2 separate regions of the Mus musculus genome follow, and region 1 is linked to region 2. Evidence: chromatin contacts called from public Hi-C data. All regions are on one chromosome and are shown on one strand. The core of a region is the stretch at or near the end of the contact, and the rest is flanking DNA. Distances in the headings are between cores, read along the strand shown.

Region 1 (4,136 bases), core at 401-2,900, 77 kb before region 2:
AGCACACCACATGTGCTTTCAGAATAATTTATCAAAATGAAATTGTCTTTTTCCTATAACAAATAAAACAGAAATAGACTTAATTGGTTATTTTCTCTACATATTCTTAAATGAGAGTATTGATTGGTAGCTGATGAAATGGGTCATATCTATTTAATGATGAACATTAGAGTCATATCCCTTTATCTACTTAATCATAAGGATACAAAGGGGTTTGGAGTTAGTCAGGTTTTCCAGTGATTCTATTCTTTAGTGTTTTTCAGAGAAACAAATTATATGTTCTCTTTATCATAGTGCCTCAAATTCAGTATTCCTTAATAGCCATGTGCTTCCAGTGTTCTTGGCATATTAATAATGAAACTGTAAGAAAGTTCCTCCCTGGCATTCTTGATACATTATGGCATTCTAAACAAGGTGCCTATTATCTTATGTTAAAAAAAGCTATAATGATTCAGGATAACCAAGAATTTGTTATTACAGAGGGAGATAATTTTTATAGCTTTATTAGAATAACTGGTACACATTGAATTGCACACATACACATGACAACTTGATTTTTGTCCCATGCATACAACTGTGATGCCATTGTCACTATGAAGATAATGAACATATTTCATAGAAACCAATTTTTTCAAAGGTGTAGTGGTTTGTGTGTGTGTGTGTGTATTGGAGTTACAGGCAAGTGTGAGCTGTCAGGTCTGGTCCCCCGGAAAAGCAGCAATCACTCTTAAATACTAAGCTGTCTCTCTGGACTCAGGAATTAATTTTTAATACATCAATCTGTAAAATTTTGGTGACTGTAAGATTACACACATTTTCCTCCAATTTATTGCTATCTTTTGAGCATTGTTGTACTAGTAGAACAAAAGATTACAGTGAATAAAAAATTTTCTATTTTCATCATTTTTAGGAGTCCCAGATGTTGATGACTCTGGCCTTTGAATTTACAGATAGTTGTGATGCTCCTGGTATGCAAATGGTAGCTGAGAACCCTACACAACCACTCTGCATGCAAGGGCACAGTTGCCTTCCACTTTTTTTGAGTAGGACTAACCGATAACTGTACTCATCTACTCTGATGTTAGACTTGAGCCAAGACTTAAAGGAAAGGCACACACCATTTTACAGTTCAGGAACCGGTAAGACGGCTTGTTTGAAAAGATAGGTCTAAATAGGTCTAAATATGGGAATAGCACATGTAGGTGAGTCGCCTTTACTGTTCATTAAGTATCAGAGAGCACAGAAAAGGGGTGGGGAGGGGGAGCAAGAAGTTCCTGTGGATTTCCACTTCTCAAAACAGACTGCCCAACACGGCCTGTCATTTATATGGCACAGCCATTTGTTGTTGCTGTTGCTGTCGTCGTCGTTGTTGTTGTTTAATGCCTGGTAGCATCCTGTTTGCTTTCAATGCTACTTGGGACAGGTCTGGAAAGCATTTTTGTGGAGTTCCATCTGAGGGCCCATTCCTATACTGTTTTGTTATTGTTTTTGTTTGTTTGTTTGGGCCGGTTCTGGAAACTTCAGGATGAAGGATTTAACCTCCAGGTTGCAGATCACCAGGTCAAGGCTCAGGCCAGTGTCCTTTATGCAGCTAACCCTCAGAACGGTTGTTCTGAGATTCGCTTTCTATCCTAGAGTCCTAGGACTCCAGTCTGGTTTTAACTTCTTGTCTAGTCAAGCTGCAGCCAGTACCTGCTGGTCCTCTCTGTGTATTCTTCCCCAGATAAAGGGTAAAACAAGTGGGTTTGGCACATCCCCTAATCAGAGGCTGCCATTAACAGGCCCGGGGCTGACGTGCATTAGGGAGGACTCGGACCAAGCAGGCCATTTTCACCTGCGTAATAACAGGCTTGGGAGTAGCGAAGCAGCGCAGGCACAGCAAGCTGCCTCTGGAGCAGGGGAGGAGCGCGGGCGGCAGCCGCCCCGGGGCCCCGGAGGAAGAGGAGGGGGAGAAGGAGGAGCCGAAGCGCCCAGAACAGCAGCCGCGGCTCGGCCCGAGTTGCAGCAAAAGCAGCGACGGTGGCGCGGAGACTCTGCAGCCTTCTGGAGTCCGGAGTCCCGGTAGGGACAGCAGCAGGGAGCGTCCGCGTCCCTAGCCAGCGCACCCCGGCCTTGCCAAGCCACAGTAGCCCAGCCTGGGGCACAGCCAGCCATGGCCGCACCGCCGGATCTGCAAGATGAGCCGCTGTCTCTGGGTAGCCCCGGGTCCCAGTGGTTCGGGGGCCGGGGGGATGGGGAAGACGAAGCGACGGCGGTGATGGGGGCCAGGCCAGCGCAGCAGGATGGGGAGCCCGCCTGGGGGTCGGGCGCTGGAGCTGGGGTAACGTCGTCGCGGGAACTGTGCTCCGGCCCCGCCCGGTCGCCTCCCGTCGCCATGGAAACTGCATCCACAGGTAAGCCGGCCCGCACCGCGACCCCGCAAATGGAGGCCGGGACCGTGTTTCTTGTGGGTCCCCTAGTCCACAGCTTTTCTCTGCGTCTTCCTGGCCTGTCTACCTGGAGGTAGGGGTTCGCTCCTGGCGACTGTAAATATTAGCGGACTGGTGGAAAACAGCAGGGTGCTGCCAGCGGCTAGGAGGAAGAAGGCTGTTGGTCCAGTAATTTCATTTTTACTCTTTTTTCAGCCTTAGACATTGTCCTCGTTGGCAAGCCTGGCTTCTGTTGCGCCCCGGAACAAGTTTTCTCTTCTTGTCAGGGGTCTCAGGGCAGCAGGGCGGGGAGTGACAGGTTGTGATGTTTTTCTGGGGCGTGTTTGCGCTCAGCGAGCTCCACAGCAGAGATAGACGACTGCCTATCAGCGGGCGGGCCCACCGCCTCAGGACCCTCCCGCTGGGTTTAGGGCACCGGAGTACCGCAGAGACTTTATTTTCCCTTTCTCTTCCCTCAAGGAATCACCACACCCTACTCCTTTCCAGTTTTCCTCCAGCTCAGCTCTTTCTCCCGCGCAGAAAACAAACCCCCATGAGTCCCAAGCTGAATTCCGGAGGGACAGCATTGTTGGGAAGGTTGGAAGTTGTAGCCTTCTTTCTTTATTTCCTAGCCGCTCTTTTCTGAATCTATCAGAGTATTGAAACTTGAACCCCCTAAAATGTGAAGGTCTTAGCAGCTGCAGATTGGAATGCTGGGACTGTGGCCAGTGGTCCAGCCTCAGTTTACCCAGCAGTCTGAACTCATCTTTGCGTTTTGAAAAATTGTCAGTGATTGGGCCTCTCTTTCCCCCTGACTTGCCCTTCGCTCCAAATCCTTGCCTGGTGGAATCAACCCTAGGGCCATGGCTTGTCCTGACTGTTGGAAGCTAGAGACAGGCGCCGCGGGGGAGGGGCGGCTACCTGGTTATCGCTGTTTTCAGAAGGAATACTGTAGGGGGTGGTGTGTTGTGCTGTTGTCTGAGAGAGAGGCTCTGCTGTGCTGGAGTGGGAGTTGTGTAGTTTGGGTAATGTAGTGTGAGGCCTGGGGAGTGGGTGTTCCTGGAGGAGGCGACGAGGGTGGGACTGGCGTATGTGTTCCTGGCAGCTGATTTAGGGAAACCCCTTTCTTAAGCCACCCCCTCTCGAGGGTTATATGGAGTGCCTCGGGTTGTCTAAACTCTGCTCTAGAACAAACATGATTTAAGCCAGGAAAGGAGATTTGGAGAATGTGTTGAATAATGGGAAGAGAAAGTGGGGACCAAGAAATAAAAAGAGAAGCAAGTGAAAGAAGGAAGGGCAGGGCAGGAGGGGGAGGGGAAAGAAGAGGTTGGGGCATGGAGGGGGAGGGAGGAAGGGAAAAACTAAATGTGAAAAGAGCCAAAGATTGACAGCCCTATTTGTCATATATTGTTATGGGTTATAGGATTTAAACCGAATAATAGATTCCTGGTCGCTCTTAGAACTTCTTGAGTCCAAATGAAAAGAAATGAAAACAACTGCAAGAGCAAACAGCAAATGATAACCTAAAGCTTATGCAATATAATGTTTTGATAGTGTATATTATGGAATAATTAAATCAAGCTGTGATCATTTCTTTTTAATGGTGAAAACATTTACAAATCTACTCTACCAGTTAGACAGATGCAATGTCCTGGTACTAGACGAAATAGCATCTTCCACATTTAGCATCTTAATTATGAAGATATCTTGTATTGTCAAACAATTTAG
Region 2 (4,215 bases), core at 135-2,634:
TCTAGTTCCCATTAGTGAGTATTCCTGGCTATGCGCACAGGCAGGCTCTGTAGGGAGATCTAGATCAGTATGAAGGACCGTTGTCCTGGATTCCTGGCTATGCGCACAGGCAGGCTCTGTAGGGAGATCTAGATCAGTATGAAGAACCGTTGTCCTGGGTTGCCTTCTGTTGCGGTGATCAACATCATGACCAAAAGTAACTTGGGGAGAAGAGATTTTTTTTCAGTGTTCAACTTTCAGTTCGCAGTTCATGATGAAGGGAAGTCAGAGCAGAAGCTCAAGGCAGGAACCTGGTGGCAGGAACTGAAGCAGAGACCATAGAGGAACAATGCTTACGGGTTTGCTCTCCATGGCTACTCAAGTTGTTTTCTTATATAACCAACCAAGACCATCTACCCCGGGATGGCAACATTTATATCAATTATCAAACACAAAAATGCCCCCACAGGCTTGCCCGTAGCCCAGACTGATGGAGGCAACTGTGAAAGTCAGGTTCCCTCTTTCCAGATCGGTCCATCTGATGTGAGGTTGACAAACAACAGTGACAAAAACAAACCAGCACCCTGGGTAAAACAAACACAATGTCCCAAGGGTCTTAGAGCATGCCTTTAAGCGAAGAGCAAACATGAGCCACAGCCCTACCATTTTTCTCCTCCAAGAGCTTGCATGCTCTCAGAGGGGATTGCCAGAGAGGGTCTATATGCTCCTGCAAATAGGGGCACAATTCCATCACTGAGGTTCCTGTTCCTGAAGAATCCATACGATGGTATTGACATGTTAGTCTTCCTGAGTGGGGGCATGCCAATTCATAATAAACTTTCTCTCACTAAATACATCCTGTCAGTGATGACAGCAGGATTGCTTTTAGTGTAGGGGCTATAACTCACCAAACGAATAACTTGGCTCAGCTTTTTCTGTGCAAGAGGAAATGAGACCATAGGAAGAAGTCGCTGTCCCCACCCCCACCCCCACCCCCACCCCCACTACCACACAGCCCTCCAGAAGGCAGGAAGGTCCTATTTTATTTATGGACCTTGTCAAAAACTGAGGAAACAAGAACAATGGCAGCAGGGAAATGTTTGGCTTGCACCGCTGTGACGCACCACACCATATGGTAAGGTGTATGGTATGGTAGGTGGACAGCCAGCCATGTCTGCTGACTCAAAGGAGGTTTTATTTATGACTGTAGCAATTTTCCCCCTGAGATTTGAGTTCTAAGCAATGAAGAAGCTGATTGCAATCTTTGCTCTTTCTGTACATAAGAAAAAGATGCTACTTTGGTTATCAAGGGACATTCTTCAGGGGTGGCTCCCATTCATGGAGTCTACTTGTGGAGAACTCTGAGGTCATTTTGTGAGCTGGTCATGGCTGATACTGCCACTGTGCTTCTCAAGTCTCAGCACCACAGTGGTGGCGAATTGTGATCAGGCTCATCCAGCTTGATCATAGCCTATTCAGAAGGGAGCATTGAGAGCACATGTAAGTATGAAGTTCTCTGTGGACATGATTTGAATCTCATTATGTCACAGGTTTTTAATATGAGGCCTTGGGGAGAGAAAAAAAAAGACAACAAAGAACTGAGTGATTACAAACCAACGTTAATACTGTAGCGTAAGGCGGCCAGATGGCTTCTTTCTCAGCCATACTTTTTTGGCTTGAATTATCTTCCTCATTACTTGGACTCTCAATTTTGCCCGTGTCGACACAGCTAAAACAGCAGGGTGAGAGCAGAAACTGCAAAGGTTGAGAGAAACCAGCTCTTCGGAGCCAACTGCAATCATCTGCAGTGTCCTGTAGTCTGGGTGACCCTTTACATACCTCTTTATTCAGAATTCATTCCACAGTTTTTGAAGAGAGATACAGACGGACTTTTGTTTTGAGGTGGGGGACCCAGCAGCTTTTAAAGTCAGCTCTGTAAGAAACACACTTTTTTTCCCCCAATAGCAAAACAGACCCACGTTGTGTCTTCATTAACTGAGCAGTTGCTTTGGGTTTTAACTCTGGTGTCTGCAGCTTCCATAGCTCGTGTAAGTGCAACTTTACCAGTATGGCTGCCTGTCCCAAGATTTGAAAGCACAACTAGCTTTCTAGGAAGCACAATGCAGATTTGTGTTAATCCTGCGGTCCTGGAGGAATACCAGTAACTCCTTATTCACAGAGTAAGAGGAAGGAAGGCAGATCTGATGCAACACCCAGGTGATCTGAAGTCACTCCATCACTGTGCTCATGGTCCATCTGGATCCCCCTTTCTGGAAATGAATACTAGAGGGTGGACAGAGCATCCCTTTTCTTTTTTTTCCCCCATTTTTTATTAGGTATTTAGCTCATTTACATTTCCAATGCTATACCAAAAGTCCCCCATACCCACCCACCCCCACTCTCCTACCCACCCACTCCCCCTTTTTGGCCCTGGCGTTCCCCTGTACTGGGGCATATAAAGTTTGTATGTCCAATGGGCCTCTCTTTCCAGTGATGGCCGACTAGACCATCTTTTGATACATATGCAGCTAGAGTCAAGAGCTCCGGAGTACTGGTTAGTTCATAATGTTGTTCCACCTATAGGGTTGCAGATCCCTTTAGCTCCTTGGGTTCTTTCTCTAGCTCCTCCATTGGGAGCCCTGTGATCCATCCATTAGCTGACTGTGAGCATCCACTTCTGTGTTTGCTAGGCCCCGGCATAGTCTCACAAGAGACAGCTACATCTGGGTCCTTTCGATAAAATCTTGCTAGTGTATGCAATGGTGAGCATCCCTTTTCTTGTCTCTTATCTTTTTCTCCATATCCTCTTGGGTAAGACAGTTATGAGGCTGTCAGCTGTGGGGTATAATGAAGAAGGGAAAAGCCAGGAGAAAGCAGTCCTTAGGAATCGAGAAGTGACCATGTTCTACAGGCTCTGAACTTTGTCATCTCAATCCTCCTTGGATCTGAGACAAAGAAGCAGGAACTGCTAACCTAGGTAGACTGCTGTCTTCTAGAGACTCTCAACTGATGGAAAAATATGTGTGCCATTTGTTGGAAAAGTGAGATTTTGTGGGATAGTGGAAGACTTAATTCCACATAGGTGTTTGCCATCTGTAAACAAACGTTGCTCTGTGTTTAAGGAATCCTCCCTTTTTGAGCGCTGCTTGATTATTAGAAATTCGTTCCTAGAAGCAGAGGATATGCAGCCTCCAGGTCCCACCCCAGCATTGCTGACCACACGCTGTGAAACCAGAGGCCACATGGTATGAAAATAGCTTTAGGTTTCATCTCTCTTAAGCTTGATAAGACAGTGTTTTCTCAGTCAGAGAAATAAATGCTAAGGTGTTTTTTTCCCCTGCAACCAACTAGAAATTGCCACAGTTTAGAACTAGTAAGACTTGTGTGGATATGTCTGGAAGATATGGACTTCCTGTCTTGATATGTTTATGTGAGAATCTCCTTTAAACGAAGCACGTAAGGAGCTGGTAACGCTGCCAAGGACTGATAGGGAATACTTTACAGTGAAGAATGGTATCCTTAGTTAAAAGTTTTGCCATGGGATTAATTTATAGTAAATCACCTAAAATCAATGGTGTTGCTGTTTTATAGTTGTGCTCTTCACCAGACAGATGCTGTATAAAATGGGCAAATCTGGCGCCTTGTCTAATTAAACGCTATAGAAAAACACTCCACTTACAGGACGGGCCTTTGCATTCACCTTGTGTTCATGCAGAGATCCCAGGAAAGTGGCCTCCAGGTCTCCTAAGTGTTATATCTGTGCATACTTTCAGAGATTCAAAGTTTCCATCTCTAAAATGGCCAAGTGGGGTCCTTAGTTGATTGTTCAAGATGCTATTAATGTGTTGCACCATCAGAGAACCAGAGACCCTAATGATGCAGGACAAGAGCAGTCTGCTTTCCTTCTAATCCCTCTGTCACTGTCATGCCACTCAAGGAGTCACTAAGCACATTAAAGGCAGGTAAATGTATGTGTGGATATGTTGATCAATGGAATAATCCATTGACATGTAATAAGTGCATTTGTAAGATGAGATTAAAGGGCCCAAAATTCCTGAGAGATGACACAACCCATTCAGATTTAAAAACAGCTTAGGATCTTTCCAAACAATTGATTCATACAGTTAATCTTTCGAAAGTTGGAGGCACAGCATGAACCAAGCATATTTTGTTCTGATGTGCTGTGGACAGCACAGCAGTTGATGGAGGAACACTTTCAGTTTTCACTTGTGTGTG

What was found. A called contact is a pair of places that touch in the nucleus more often than the background predicts.
Region 1: a Hi-C map of cerebellum shows a contact between it and region 2, with 1.6 times the contacts expected there. The contact joins the promoter of Rtn1 here to the enhancer-like site in region 2. A contact is called at or near these places in 6 of 39 promoter capture datasets (the C10 cell line, cranial neural crest, hippocampal neurons and 3 more), 5 of 484 Hi-C or Micro-C datasets (cerebellum, embryonic stem cells, ganglionic eminence and 2 more), 3 of 115 datasets of contacts at active chromatin or transcription factors (embryonic forebrain, embryonic hindbrain and forebrain) and 1 of 9 other capture datasets (macrophages).

Annotation. Positions count from the first base shown.
Region 1 is chr12:72,406,568-72,410,703 of GRCm38.p6, reverse strand. Rtn1 (reticulon 1) reads left to right here and starts at 1,650. Exons shown (of 9, transcript NM_153457.7): 1 at 1,650-2,393. The coding sequence starts at 2,153.
Region 2 is chr12:72,329,545-72,333,759 of GRCm38.p6, reverse strand. All of the region lies in intron 1 of Rtn1 (reticulon 1), which reads left to right. Among named protein-coding and RNA genes, the nearest start is that of Gm52013, 72 kb to the right of the region's middle. Within about 2 kb of position 1,384, at least 7 of the 459 cell types and tissues checked have an H3K27ac peak or open chromatin away from gene starts, as enhancers often do. A contact at or near this core is called in cerebellum, where this site is marked.